2 separate regions of the Mus musculus genome follow, and region 2 is linked to region 1. The links are chromatin contacts, called in public Micro-C maps. All regions are on one chromosome and are shown on one strand. Each heading gives the region's core, a stretch centred on a gene start, on an enhancer-like site or on the middle of the called end of the contact. The rest is flanking DNA. Distances are from core to core; before and after follow the strand shown. Region 1 has its middle 29 kb from the start of 1700126A01Rik. Region 2 overlaps BC055402 (cDNA sequence BC055402).

Evidence for each region. A called contact is a pair of places that touch in the nucleus more often than the background predicts.
Region 2: a contact with region 1 is called in a Micro-C map of palatal mesenchyme, with 2.0 times the contacts expected there. The contact joins two enhancer-like sites. A contact is called at or near these places in 8 of 484 Hi-C or Micro-C datasets (cortical neurons, cranial neural crest, embryonic fibroblasts and 4 more).

What each region holds. Positions count from the first base shown.
Region 1 is chr1:57,094,575-57,102,230 of GRCm38.p6, reverse strand. No RefSeq gene overlaps it. Among named protein-coding and RNA genes, the nearest start is that of 1700126A01Rik, 29 kb to the left of the region's middle. Within about 2 kb of position 5,105, at least 24 of the 459 cell types and tissues checked have an H3K27ac peak or open chromatin away from gene starts, as enhancers often do.
Region 2 is chr1:57,201,406-57,209,061 of GRCm38.p6, reverse strand. It overlaps BC055402 (cDNA sequence BC055402), which reads left to right. Exons shown (of 7, transcript NR_037990.1): 4 at 23-262; 5 at 2,163-2,348; 6 at 4,454-4,533; 7 at 6,215-7,656. Among named protein-coding and RNA genes, the nearest start is that of BC055402, 9.8 kb to the left of the region's middle. Within about 2 kb of position 3,266, at least 28 of the 459 cell types and tissues checked have an H3K27ac peak or open chromatin away from gene starts, as enhancers often do.

The DNA.
Region 1 (7,656 bases), core at 3,856-6,355:
AGGCGGAGACTCAGACATAGAGATAGGTGCTGAGAAATTGGCTTGGTTTAGTGAGCAGAGTCAAAAGGATGGAGGTGAGCATGAAAATGAGAGAAAAAAACCATGGTTTTAAATACGATTTCTACATAGCCATCCTCATCGATGGCCTTGTGGCTGATGGTCACATCTTCCTTTGACAGAGCTGCAGTGAGGACTTCAGGTCATATTCAACTTTTGCTGTAGTATGGTCGTGGTAGTGTCCTTTGAGCTGTAGTCTATCCCGACTCCCAAGCCTGCCACCCAGATCCTTCAACTTTTGGTCTAGAATAAACAGTGACCTCAGGCTGCGGGCTGCAGGCTGCAGGCTTCCTGTATTCTCACGTGGTAGAACGAGGCAGGAGAGCTCTTTGGGATCTCTTTATAACTCTACTCTGGGATCATATCATAATGGCTCCACCTTCACGATCTGATTTCCTCGTTTCAATCCCCCCTACTCCCCCACACCCCCTCTTCCCCCTACCCTCACTGTAGGACTGGGACTTCAAGACGGAGTGTAAAGGTATGGACATCCATCCCGTAGTACCTGGGTACTTTCCTTTATGTCCAAGCTCACGCCTAGTCTTTGATACTGTTTCTCCACATAGCAGCTGGTATTTGCCCCTCAGAGGCATGGACTGGCCACACACTGGTTCCCTTTCTTATCCCTCATGGATGAGGCCCTATAATGATGGGCCCTATAATGACAGGACTCGCTTTCTTCTGCTTAGTGCTGAAACCCAGTGTTAGCACAGTGCCAGGGGCACACTGAGCATGCCACACATCCTCGTGGAATGATGACAAAGGCAGGTGACCTCGCTGACAGCAAAATGTCTTCTCAGCCTCAAAGCTGTAGCAGTTTCCTTCCATGTACATTTACGGAGCTCCTCCTAGGTCTTAGCCACCATTGTGGGTGTTTAAGTTTGTTCTATTAGGACTCAAAATAGGCAGAAATCCCTCGCTTGATAAGGTTATGATTGATGGATTCCACAGACAAATCCCATTTGGAATCGGTGAGAAAGTTGTTGCCTTGCTTCACACAGCAGTCTCAGGCACACCTCCCGGGCAGGGTAACCATAGTTTTAGACCAGTGTGAGTTCTTTGTGTCCTGCTAACCTCCTACCCCATGGGCTGGCAAACTACAGGCACTGAGTTTTTCTGTAAAGTTTAATTGGAACAGTTACACTCATTTGTTCATGTAATTGTCCATGGCTACTCTTGTGAATGAACAGGAGAATTGGACAGTGTGATAGAGACAATACAGTTCATAGAATTGCAGCAGTCATTGTCCTGACCACTGTAACAAAAGCTTGTTGACTATTCTTCACTGTCACTCTTTCAGTGGGCATTTAAGTCTGACTCACTTGTGGCAGCAAGAACTTTCCCAAGTGGGACAAAGACATAGCCTTGCCTTGCAGAACAGCTGAGCTATAACGTCACCAGAGCTGAGCTATAACATCACCATGGTGATGGGTGTTTTATACAAGGAAGCTGCTATGTTGTGATTCAAGTCTATGAGCTTGATGTCAGATGAGAGATCTCAAGACCATTTTTAAAATATAAACTTACTTACTCAGCAAATAGAATTGGCTAGACGCTAAAGAATAAAATAAATATGTTCTGTCCCTGATGGATCCTTTGGTCTAATGGAGGAGACAAATACTAAGAAAGTAAGACATTAATGATTACTTAATTACAAACCATGCTAGGAACTATCTTAGAAAACAGCAGTCTATCCATGACTTCTCTCTCCATTGTGCTGGCATGTCATAAGAAGGAATGACAACATGGAGGTTTGACTCCTGGGTTGACTGTGTATTTTATGTGACCTGGGCAGGCTGGCAAAGAAACAAAGAGTCAGTCCTTCTCAGAGAAGCATGTGTCACTTCTGGGACCATCATCTCTCCAGTCCCAGGACTGTAAGCCTCACTTCATGATGTCACCTCTCAGATACATCTGTGAGAGATGATGGAGAAATGCTTCCACATTATTCAGGAAAGAGAAACCATGGGATGACTTGTTCGAATGCCGGTTGCTTCAAGACTAGGTAATCGGTCAAAGACAAGTATTTCAAAAAGAATGTGGAGATGACCAAAAACTAAGAGGGGGTCATCAGGAACCTTCATGTCAAAAACCACTGATATTTTTATTGGGATGTAGAATGGATCATTGGGGGGTTAATGGATGGTTAATTAGTAAGCTCTTTAACAGAGGCTCACATATGGCCTTTAAGGCTCACATGTGTCCTTGTGGACAAGAGGAGGACATGTCACTTGGGAGATGGAAACTAGAAAGTAAGGCTTTGAAACTTTGCTTAACATCTGGGAGACTGAGGCAATCTCCTGCGCTCTGGTCTTTCTTATTGTCAGTCCCCATCCCTGCTTCCTTGCTTCCACAACGTGACTGCTTTTCCCTCAGCTGGACCTTGTGGCCAGAGTGGCATTCATACAGAAGCCAGCAGACTCTTCTATTCCTGTCACCCCTAGCCTAGGTGCATTTCACCTTTAGAGGAATTTACCTTTGTCTTTTCTTACAGCCCAGGCCACTAAAGCACTGGGGAAGATTGCAAGCCTGTTGTTGCTTCCAACTCTGCAAGTTGCTCCATAGTCGAACTTCTCCTGGGTTGGGTTTTGTAGCTTCTGGGATGGGCATCATTTGCTGAAGCCGAGATCCTGATGGAATCCCACTCTGTCTCATCCTCACTCCTTATTTTTGGTGGTACAATCTTGCTCTGTGTCATCCTCCCTGTACCTTAGTCACTTTGTAACATTCCTGAAACGTTGTGACAGCTCCTGACTGGCCTGACTCTGGTATTGTCCTGTATCATCTGTGGGCACCAGCTTCCAACTGTTTGGCTGTCTCCTAGTCAACTTCTGAATGGGAGAAGAGGTGCCATTACTTTAAGACCCAATCACCATGTCCTTCACTGTGTCCTTTGTCCTGTCAAGTCTTGGCTACCCCGTGCCTTGTTTTCTCCACCTTCAAAATGTAGAAACTGAAAGTCACCACTGATTCCCCAGAGACCTGGGGTTCAAGAGTTAATGTCTGGGCCACATCTTGAGATTGTTGGAAGAAAGGCGCTAGATAAATACAAAGTGTTGTTGTTATTACAGGGAAGAAAAAGTAAGTGTTAGCTCGGGGTCTGTAATTAGAAAACAAATATAGTGTCTGGTGGCTTTGATGATAGGATTTCTATGAAGATGTGGCATGCAGAAAGCCTGTTGACTGAGATGCTAAAAACAGCGGTCTAACCATCCAAGTCAGAATCCTGCAGGTTTCCCCTCTTCCTGCCCTTCTTCCAGCCCCCCTCCCCCAACTCCCTTCAGAGGTGAGGTGAGCTGTAGGAAGGCACACGCTGGACGAACACCTCAGAATTAGTGAATTTAGCATGTCTGTGGATGTGTAAACTGTTGTGGACAATGCGCTTTCTGCCTTCTTGCTGAGGCCAGGTCGAAAGACTGGAAGCTGAGTGTGGAGAAGTTCGCTAAGCTTCCCCATTCTGGATTCCTGTGCCCTGTAGTCACAGGGCCCTGTCTCAGGATTAGTCCTCCTACTTGGAAAAGAAGGCTTGAGAATTCTTTCAAGAGAATCTCGGCTGGAAAGTGAGTAAGAAGGAAGTCGTTGGGGCGCGTTTTCATATGTTTATCTGCATATTTTCAGGCTACCCATAATATTCTGAGAATTTAAATTGTTTAACAAAATCACATCTTAAAGACCATTGTCTTGGGTATGGGCAGTTCAGATTCCTCTAACTCTTTCTGCTATCAATTGGCTTCTTGTTTTTTTGGGGGGTGTGGGTGGGGGTTTAACCTATATTTGCCTCAATTTCTGCCCTGTAAAATTGTGGTTCAGCAAATTATCTTGCTTGTAGACGTTGGTGGAGAAAGCAGCCGAGGAAGCGATACAGTTGTGCAGTTAGTTCTCATGCATGCTCTGTTACTCACCAGTCTGCTTCAGGGCTTCAGGCTACTTTCAGGAGTCCCCACGCCTCAGTTTCCTTCTTATGAAAATGAGTGAAACAATAAAAGGCAACTTAGTTCACGTCTGCTTAAATGAAATATTTAAGTAATCAAAGATTTTCAGGTCTTAAATTATTTGCTTCCCATCCCCCAACTTCATGGATCCCGATAAAGTGGCCCTTCCCAGTTTGTCTACTATGTTAATGTTTTCTTATTCAAGTATGTGTCTGTTATTTTTACTATGAGGGCTAATTTGCCCCCCATGAAACTTGATGCCATAATTCTTATTTAAATGTACCTGTTCATTTTTAAGGCTCCAAAGTTTCAAGCATATGCCTTTTTATTTCATGGATAACGAATCTGTTAAGTGGCAGGTTGTTTTGCTGGTGGTGGTATTTTGTTTGTTTGTTTGTTTGTTTGTTTGTTTTTGTAGCAGCTTATCCCTTGCTGCTTTTATCTCAATAGTTTGGATTTTAAGATAATTTTTTCTCTTACTTGAATAGGTGCATTAAAATAAAAATATATCAGACAATTCACTCTTCACACCCATGGTGTCAGTGGGAATAATTTGTTCTGACTTTCATTTGTCAGTGGCACTGAGCAACGGTGTAGTTTCTGTGGTGGGTGGATGAGGGCTGGGCAGAGGTAAAGGTGTTGGTGGGGAGAAAGAGAAGGTCTCTCAGTTTCTTGGAATACCACAAGAGTGTTTACTGCTTTCAGAGGTGTTATAACTTAATTAGTGTTTATTGAATATATTAGAGTTTGCTTTGATTCAAAGGCATGGATGCTACCTGAAAACACATTTATTGGCTCCTTTTCACTGTGAAAACAGGACATTTTTTTTAATGTCAAATTCCATTTCCCTCAGAAGCAGATGTCCTGAGTATAAAGTAAAGTGTAACAAATGGGACCTATTCCTGGGGCTCATGTGGATGTAAAGTGGAATTTAAAGGACAGTGAACAGATCCTCACACCAACTTCAAGAAATCTCGGAGGATAGGTGTGCTACTCAAAGGGCCACTGAGAATGTTAATGACACACTTGGAAAGCACTTTGCTGATGTGGATTATGCAATACAGGGCCTGCAGAGTGCTAGGCAGGTGATGACAGGGACTCAGACTTCAGTCTCTGTCCCAATCCCAGGCAGGGACATGGCCTTCCTCCCGCTGTGTGCCCAGGCCTGGGATAGCTTCTCCCTCTCTTTGCCCCCTCTGCTCTGAGCCTGCCTGGATGAGGCTCATCAGAGGTCCTGGTGGGGTAGGCCCCTCAGGGAGTTTGCTGTGGTCACCTCCCAAGTTCTCCAACTCCCTGACACATCTGCTTTCCCGAGTGACAAATTAAAATGTCTGAGGCGGCTGGAGCCGGCTGCCGCCAGCACACATGGCCGACATGTGAAGCTGTGGTCTTCCAGAGTTTTGGCGCATTCCATTCAGGACACAGGGACAGCAGTGTTTAGCAGTTGACACAAGAGGGGTTTCTGCTGCACGCCAGACAGCTAAAAAGCTGCAAGAAACCTTTTGTGGGTTCCCTGGACACTTGGAATTCTTCTAGGCAGCCTGACTTCTCTCCACTACTAGAATAGTGCGAAGGGTGGCAGTGTTCTTGTGGCACTGAGTGAGCCTTCCTGATGGGGACAGGAGGACCCCAGGAAAGCTCCAAGGGACAATAGATGCCAAGAATTCAAATGCTTCTGCAGTCCTGCTCTAAGGATGCTGTAGACCCAAGTGCAGACAGAATGTGACCTGCAGCAACCAGAGAAGAAACCAAGAGACCCCAAGTGAATCCTAACTCTCTGCCCCCCACTCCCAACCACCTCCCTGCTCCCCAGCCCCCTCTGGCCCTGCAGGGTTTGTGTTCAACATCAAATTAAGTGTTCATGACAGCTAACCACAAGTTATTAAATGTGATTCACGGCCACATTGCTGCGCCCTCACTGGTGGTACAGAATAACCACTTAGACAAACCATTTGATTCATGGCGTTGATACAAAGAGTCTTTCAGAGCGAGAGAGGCCCTTTCCATCCTTTAGCTGAAAATTGTTTTATTTCCGTTATTCTCTTAAACAGGTCAGTGAGCTGAATTAAACCCCAAATCCTTTCTAACTGCTTAGCTGTGAAGTCTTTAAGATATTACAGAGCTTGTGCGAAGTGGCTGCGGATTGCCAAGTCAGCGGAAATTTAAGAAATCAGTGTCAAAAATGAACCCGTGTTTGACAAGTGAGACAAGAGATCTGCAGCCTGCGTAAAGGGCGGCAATCTTTCAGCGTTTAATGCTCTTAATAATTTGGTTTCCTATCATAGACAGGCCGTCTTATTTTTGGTCGCTCCTGCTGTGATGAGAAAGCTGGTGACATGGTGGCTGTTGCTTTTCCTGTCTCAGTTCTCCTGCTTTGGGTCTGGAGATGGTGGATAGAGACAGACCAGAGGCCTGTGAGCTCCAGGCGCCTCATCCTTTGTTTTTCTAGTTCAGCTTTCAGGCCTCTGGGACAAGTGGGCCGGTCCTAGGGAGTGTCACTGCCCCCTCCTGGGAGGAGCACTATACTAAATTTGCTGGCGGGTTCTGCCTTGCTAAGCCAACTGGCTTGCATGCATTTAGAAGACCCCAAAATAGGAAGCTGGGCCGTCTTTACTCGGAATGAGCTGGAGTGGACCATGTGTTCTTTTGATAACGCCCCAGAAAGTTCCTGATAAAACTCTAATGTGGCCTTCGGTCTCTGCTGAGCAGTGGGGTGCGGGGGCTTGCCATCTGTTTATAATTGGCATCCAGATCTGATATGTTGTAGAGGGATCCCAAGCTTATTGAATTTAAAAGGGGGTACCAAGTTTGTGTGGGATAAATTCAGATCTAACTTGTCATCTTTCTGCCAAGAGCATGTAATTCATTTTCTTATTACCAACATAGTCTATTAGAAAATAAGTTAGCTATGTAACAAATTGAAGCCTAAGAAAATATCCATATTAGGAAACCTAGTTTGATGATTAAATTAAGCAAGGATTACTTTGGCGTGAATAATTCCACAATCTGCTTTTCTGTCCTGAAAAATGAGTTTAGCAAGGCGTGGCTGTGCGTGTAATATTTAACAGCCCTATTTCAGGGCTTCGGGTTCCCACTCAATGGGCCCTCAATGTTGCCCATGACCTAATGTCACCCTGGCTATCACTTATGAAACTTTTAAAAATTTCTTTACTATAGGACCAGAAGTGCACACACTACACACACACCACATACATTATACACACATATACACATACATACACAGACACACACATATATATATAGGCCACATACATACACACAGTACATGCACACCAGGTACATCATAATATACATAATATATGAATACACACAGAGACCACATACATGTGCACACTACACACGTACTACATATGTCATACACACACATAGTCACACACCATATACACACTCACATACACACACCATACACACACACACATAGACACACACATAAAGACCTCACATAATACACTACACACATACATCATACATACACACACACACACGCGCGCACACACACAAATTTTTAAGAGTCTTTTTAAGGAGAAATACAAGAACAGCACAGTTCATGAAAATACACAGGGTTTTCTGTTTTCCTGAGGATCAAGCTGGTAAATTGTGTTGTTCCTGTTACTACTTTAAAATAACCCAATAAATAAATTTCACT
Region 2 (7,656 bases), core at 2,017-4,516, 110 kb before region 1:
GTTTCCTTTCTGTTGGGTGGAGATGACGGCATCCTTGCATCATAGTCTCATGGTGATCAATGAGCTATTCCGTGAAAGATGCTCCTCTTGCTGCTCACAGCACACAGTAAGCACTCAACAGAGATTATCATGATTAATACCAACGCATATAAGAGAAAATCGCATTACTTTTGACTGCTTTTAGATGAAAAGGAGTGAAATCAAGGAGAGAATCTCAGAACGGAATTTTTCCATACCGACCCATGAACGCAGCAGGCATGGGGTAAGTTCCAAGGACAGAGGTACAGGGAGAGCAGGCTGTGTGTCTCGGTGCACAGAATATCAGGCTGCGCCTAGCCTAACATGACTCCACTTTATAAAGCAACAAATCTGACCCGAATTACTCTCTTTTGAGTGTAAGTGCCAAAAAACAATGACTCTACATCTTGTTTGTGCGCATAAACAGCTACCATCTGCCAACACCAGGAGGCACAAACTGATAAATAATTTATTTGTGCCAATAAATTATGACACCTGAAAATATACCAAGACATATCAGAACCACGTGACATATGAGCCTATTAATCACCCCAGATGGAAACTCCGCACCTGAGACTGAAAGAAGGGCTACCCGTGACCAAAAGAGCAGACACGCCCACCAGTCACCTGGGCAAGTCCTCAGCTGTGTCCAGAAAGTGCTGAAGGCAAAAGTCTTGATCTGTTCTTGGCTACAGCCCAGGTGCAGTTTCTCCTGCCCGTGACACTCAGCCCACTTCAGACTGACCCTTAAGGGGCCTGTCACCCAAACCTGACTTTGATAACTATGTCTGCACAGCTCGTACCCACAGGACATTTCTATTTGGTCCTCTGCAGACTTCTTCTGAGCACAGTTCTCTCTCCCTGACTTCAGGATATCCTCTCTGAACTCTGCAGCCTCCATAGACCTCTCTTTGTAATCCTTTAACCCTGTGCTTGTAAATCTTGTGGAATGTTAACATATGATTTGAGAGTTAACTTTAGTAATTAAGATTGGAATAAAAGAATCCGAGTTTGCCAGTGGCCAGCTATCAAGGGAAATTGGGACCACTTTGGTAAATTACAGCCAACAAACAGATAGAGCCTGTGAATTTATTGGTTAGTCAATGAATTCTGGAAATTCATTGTATGGAGAAGACACAAATGTGTAGAAAGACACAGGCATGCCCATCAATGTTTGTGACATAACACTCAGGATATGCAGCTTATCCATGGGAGATACATTCTAGGATGGTCTGCATTTTCAGAGGCCATATCAATACTTACATGCATATACTTATAATAACACTCAGTTTATAAGTTAGGCACCATAAGAGATTGACAACAGTAACTACTAAAAAAAAGGACCATTATAACAGTGCACTGCAGTAAAGGCGAGGCAGATGTGGTTTCTTCCTGTGTCTTGTTATGCTTCTTGCTGTGTTCTCCTTGTGATAATATGAGATGATAAAATCCCTGAGTGACAAGACAAACGAGGACAGTGACATTGTCATTGATATATCCCGCTGTGCTACTATATAAAGATGATTGGAACCAAAGCACAGGGCACCGTAACAACCTGTCTGGTAACAAAAGCCTGCCAGCTAACCAAGAGGGCGATACATACAGCATGGATGATGGAGCCCGGCTGCCCCTCTAGGTGGAGTAGACAGACTGTCGCGAGAGTTCAACAGAACAGCACACAGCCTCTCAATTTCAAACACAGGAATTGTGTGTGTGTGTGTGTGTTTATGAAAGTTTTCAACAATGTTTTGGGATCACAGCTGACATTTCCTTGACACCCCAGAGAGAAGGGAGGGAAGCAAAGACAATTCTGATTAAAATATAAAATGTTGTTGGTCAGATGACTTCTATAGGGAATTTAGCAAAAAATTGGGTGTATATTCACTAGGCATTTTTTGCTTGCTCAGCACAATTCTCTTGCTCTGTCTCTCCCTCCCCTTCTTCCCCTCCCTCCCCTTGCTCCCCTCCCTGCCCTGAGTGTGACTTTGGAGAGCGTTTTGGTAGTTGAGGGAGATGGGAGGAGAGAATTCAAAGAGCAGTTTATTAATTCACAGGCTTACAGGCAGAATGAGTGCAGGGTCTGGGGTACCCATTGGCTTCTTGAACATATGACAGTTAATTCTCTATAATTCTGAATTTTCTAGCTTATAAAGAAGAGATAAATGCTGTGTCAAAAAAAAAAAAAAAAGCCAAGATGGTGAGTCACTCTAGAGGTAGCCTGTGTTGTAAAGAACAGGTCCTGGATGACCTCGGAATCTGGAGCAATGGGCACCTGATGACATGTGCCAATGTTAGCTGTCGCCAGCAGCCCTGCCTTCCAGCAGCATGGAGTGAGTTTTGGCTCAGTGTGCCTGTTTATGCCTGGGATTTTAAAGTCAAGAGCTTGGCTCCCTTCCCTTCCCTGCCAGGAGGTTCTCCAGTGGTGATTGTTAGGATCTACTAAGTACCTCCTCTCAAAGTTGTTGAAGGAGGCTTCCTATATGCTCAGTTAAAGGTATCACCTTTGCAGGAGTGGACGGTGATCTGGGAGTGCCTGGTTTCCAGATAGAAGTGGGGATGGTGGGATGGTACCTCGTAGGGTGTCCTTGTGGAGTTCTGTTTCTGGGTGATTACATTATTCATGATGAAGATAACGCTGCCTGCCTGCCTGCCTGCCGCCTTAATGTCCCTGCCATTTTGTTTTATGGGAGTGTTTTTGTTCTAATGTCACCCTCTTAGAACATCTTGGATTCCTTGGCTTGGGAACTCCCAGTGAAACTCAGGCTGCAAAGGCAGGGGACAGGCCCTGGATGGGTGCCGCGGTGGCTTGTAGGAGCTCTCTAAAATCTCCAGTTTGGCTCAGGTATTCGTTTTGTCTTTGGATGCCTTGCCCAACTACAGTCAAACCGAAATCTTTCAAAACCTTCTTCAGAGTTTCCTCTTCCCTGTGTCTTGTCATCGGAGCTTCTAGGCTAGAGAGGTTTTCTTCTCTGTGCCTTTTACTTCAATGTATTTTTGCCTCTGGTGATAGTTCATTAAAACGACTTAGCAACAATGGTAAAATAAAACGAATCGTCTTGCCTCCCAGTAGTAATTTTTTGTAGTCATAATTTTTCTGAACTGACAAATAAGTTTAAAAACTAAAATTACCCCCCACCCACATCCCCTTGTTATACAAAGGTGGGTGATTTTCACCTTCCAGCCAAGTTCGTCTGGCAGCAATGTGCCTTATGGACAGCAGGGGGCAGTGTTCATCTTTAAATAGTATGAGCCAAGCAGGCGCTCTCCCAGAGCCGCCAAACACCCTTGGTGTCCAAGGAGACTGGGCCCCCAGAGCAAACACTGGATTCTTTCAAACACAGATTTCCTGAATACAAATCTTATGGCCTGGTATGTCTAGATTTGCATTGATTTGTGACATTAAAACAAAAGCACTCCCATAAAACGAAATGACAGGGACATTAAGGCAGCAGGCAGCGTTATCTTCATCGTGAGTAATGTAATCACTTAGGGCTGTTGGGTCCGTCACCCAGAAACTGAAAAGCAGCCTGGGGTTATCAGAGGAGCTAACCTGGGAGTTTTGTTTCTCTTTCATCTTGCTTCTTGTCATCACCCAAAAGGGCAGATCAAAGAACTCTTGTCCGAGCAAGGAAATCCCCTGACCTGGGGACCCTTCATTCACTCTTCCAGAGCAGGAGCAGGCAAGCAGTCCACTATGTGGTGACTTGAATTTTGAACAACAACAACAAAAAGCTAGAATTATGACACATTTGTCACTCAACTTTTGAACAGTCGGGTAGTAGACATTAAGCTTAATATGATCAAGATTTGGGGCAGGGAAGTGGAGGTGGGGGTGGGGGTGCACTGTAGACATCTTTAAAGCTTTAGTGCCCTGTGGAAAGCAACTGCGAAGAGGTAGAGAGGAAGGAGACTGCTTGGCCTCAGAGCCACCTGGAGGCAGGCAGTGACATCTCTGAATAGGGTGAAGTGTCCTGTCTCCTGTCATGTGCCTTCCACTCCCCTGTTTCGGCTGAAGCCTGGACTCCTCTTCGAATATTCAGTCCCTACTTTATTCGGTGGGGAATATAAGGAAATTATTTAGGGTTACCTGTTTTTCCAAATTTGGGGGATTTAATTTTCTTTCCAGAACATGTCCCCACTGTCTTCCTACACTGTGCTTCATGTGACCTACAGTTTCTTGCAGTGTGTGACACATTTTATTATGCCGTTACAAAATCTAACTGAAATATCTGGGCATGGTGTGTTGACAAAGGCTTCAGGATCCTTCAAGATACTGGAAAGAAAGGGCCTTAAGGGAGGGAGGGAGGGAGGGGAAGGGAAGGGAAGTGAGGAAGAGAGGGGAGGGAGGAGAAGAGAGGGAAGGGGGGAGGGGAGGTAATTTAGCAGATACCTTCTCTTGCTTTCCTCAATTGCTATTATTTGTCCTTGGATTCAGCTTCAAGCTGTAGCAGCTGTGCTGTGAGTCAGACTTCCTTCAGAGCTAAGGGATTCAAAGCCCTGCGATTCTGGACACAGGTAAGTGCACAATTAGTCATCTGACCTTGAGCTGTGTTTCACAATCCCCTGTCCAGCGTTAAGGCTGCATATGTGTGTGTTTAATGAGTAAGACCCATAAGGTTTGGAAAAGGCAAAGCAACACCCTAGATTTATATATTCCATTAAACATGATCTTCGCAGGCTAATTAGTTAGTAATTTCACCCTTGCTTGTAATATAAACCATTTTATGCTCAATAATAATAAAATCTATGTAAACCAGGCTCTTTATTAATAAACATTATGTGCTTCTGGCTTTCAAATAAAATAATGCTCCCCGTGCTCTCCCCCTTATCATGCCTAGACTAATCACCCAGTAAAAATCAAACAACTAAAACACTGTTTTTTATCTCATGCTGTAGAAAAACAATACAGGGACATCCACAGCCTCAGGACTAGACACGAACCAGAGAAAGCTGGGCTGGGGAGAGATCCAAATTGTTATTTCAGTGTTTGGTATTGAGAAACTTGGAGGCTCTGAGGAGTGGGGAAGTATTTTTAATAATCAGGGAGCACTACTGAATCCAGAGAGCACTGATAAATCCAGGGAGCACTGCTGAATCCAGGGAGCACCAATGAATTCAGGAAGCACTGCTGAATTCAGAGAGCACTACTGTATCCAGGGAGCACTGCTGAATCTAGGGAGCACTACTGAATCCAGTTGAAGGAGATACCCCTGACTGCCTCATGCTCATCAGTTCTCCAAGGCTCCTAAAAATCCAAGGGAACAGTGAATAGAGACAATGCTGGGATGGTGTGGCAGCAGGTCCATGTAGGCATTTGAAGCAGTCCCTGTATGGGTTAGGTTAGGTACCTGGAGTTCGCTGGCCTACAAAACTGGCTGGACATGAGGCTCTAGGACATCACCTATCCCTGCCTCCTGAAGGCTGGGATTACATGTGTGAACTAGCCCATCTGGCTCTCATGTGATTGCTGAGAATCTGTCCTCAGTGACTGGGGCTTCTATGGCAAACACTTCACTAACTGAAGCATTCCACCAGCTCTGGGTGCCTTCTCTTATTTCTTTTTGTTTTTCTGAGCCCATGTAGTCCAGGTTGGCTTCAGACATATAGTATGGCTGAGGCTGAGCTCAAGCTTCCTGGTTCTCTGTCGGAAGTGCTGGGCTGGAGGACGTGTGCGACCACACTGAGTTTAGGCGATGCTGGGGGTTGAAGCCCAGGCTCTGTACATGCTAACAAGCACTTACTGAGCTACACCCACAGCCCTTGTGAGCGTCTGACAACTGCAAATGTTGGTAGAATATGAACTACTCAATGTACATCGATAGCTGGGAGTTGGGTGGAGCCCACTGAGAATATAATGTGAGACCCATCATTCAAAAGTCAGAGCTTGGGGCCACATGCAGGACCCCAAGAGATGGTGCAGGGAGTGAGGCCAGTGAGCAGGCTCTGCCCTCAGAGGGCACCACGCCTCAGCTTAGCACACTAAAAATCTTCCTCTGTATATTTTGGTTCACTAAGAGACCTCTTGTTTTAATCAACAAGAATAGCTCTGCTCATCTTAGAGAAGATATGACTATTTTCAATAGGATTCTTCCAGGCAGATTTCCCGTCAACATTGTTCCTGTCTAATATGGTGTCTATACTTAAGAGAATACCGGAAAAATACATTTTTAAATGACAAATGGAAATGTCTTCACAGGGAGGTATATTACTCCAAATGCGAGAGCACCCAAGGCCCTGGTGGACCCTGGCTATGAAGGCTGCTGCCTGCAGTACCTGTTTATTGGGTAACAACAACAGTACAAGGGCTAATGTATTGTTTGGTGAAGCAATGATTGTGCCATTAACCTCCTAACTCACCTTTAGGGCAGGTAGGATTAGGTCGTTATTAGAACTTGAATTAGAGGTGGGTCACTTGAGGTCACACATGGCAAGTGGGAGAGGAGAGGATTGGCTCCAGGTAACACTTGGGTTGTCCACTGGCAGTGCTCTCAGACAAGGAGGGGACCCAAGATGAAGTGGCTTGGGCAATTGAGCCTATGGCCTTTCAGACATCAGAGTGCATTGAACAGGTAGCTAAACTCCCCTGGCCAGCCTGTCCTGGCTTCCCAGGTTCACTCACTATGTATTTCTGTCATGGTAGTACACCAGGAGGAAGATGGGGCTTCTAGGATGACCCCTTTGGGCTAAATTAACCCATTCAATCTGGCAGCCATTCCAATGGGTCAAAAAGCAAATTCATCTGGGTATGAATTGGGTTTGATTGATTGGTCCTCTGAACTCTGTGATGGGAAGGAAGCTCCATCTTCGGACAGAGAGGACTTGATCTCAGATACACCGACAGTAAATAACCTTAGCCAAGTTCTTCCTATGTAAATCAGCACCAGCTGGACCATGGAGAGGGCATCTGCTGCTTCTGCAACAGTTTCATTCCTAAGACACTTAACAGACTCAACCAGGGCAACGGACACTCGGTTCTCTACACCACTGAGAGTGCTCCTGCAAGTGCTCGGGCAGAATTCTTCCATTCAGACAGTGAAGGTTAGCCTTCACATTTGTGAGTCCCAAAGTGAGCTAACAAGTCAGGTATCCCCCAAGAATTCTGGAAGAAGAAGCTGGAGGTCAGAGTGCAAAGAGGTATTTGCTGAAGGTTGGCTAAGGCAGTAAATGATCCAAGGAGACTGGAAACTCTGAAGGCTGAAACGCGGAGGAATGTTTCTAAGTGAGCAGTGGATGGTCACTCTGCTCCATAAAGATCTGAGGGATGAGTCCGTTCACCTTCATGCGTCTCTTTATTGCTGTTAAATATTTACAGATAAATGTTTAAGGGCTTGAGGGCAGGGGAAGCTTTGCTTATCAGAAACCCCCTTTTAAAAGGCAGTTAACTCTGGGCCTGGCAGACCTATGAAAATGGTTTCTGTCCCATTCACTTCTCAACAGCTGCAAAGCTAATCGGGTTGGCATGGGCCATTCTAAAGGCTTTGCCGGGAAGGAAACCTTGGAATGTACTGAATGAATTCAGGGTTGTGAAGGAAAGGGCTGACAAGGGCAAGTGTCCATGACCACACGACAGATTTGTCTGAGCTTGCGTGTCTCTGGGCCTGCTGTATTCATTCATAAATACTCAATGGCTATTTATCG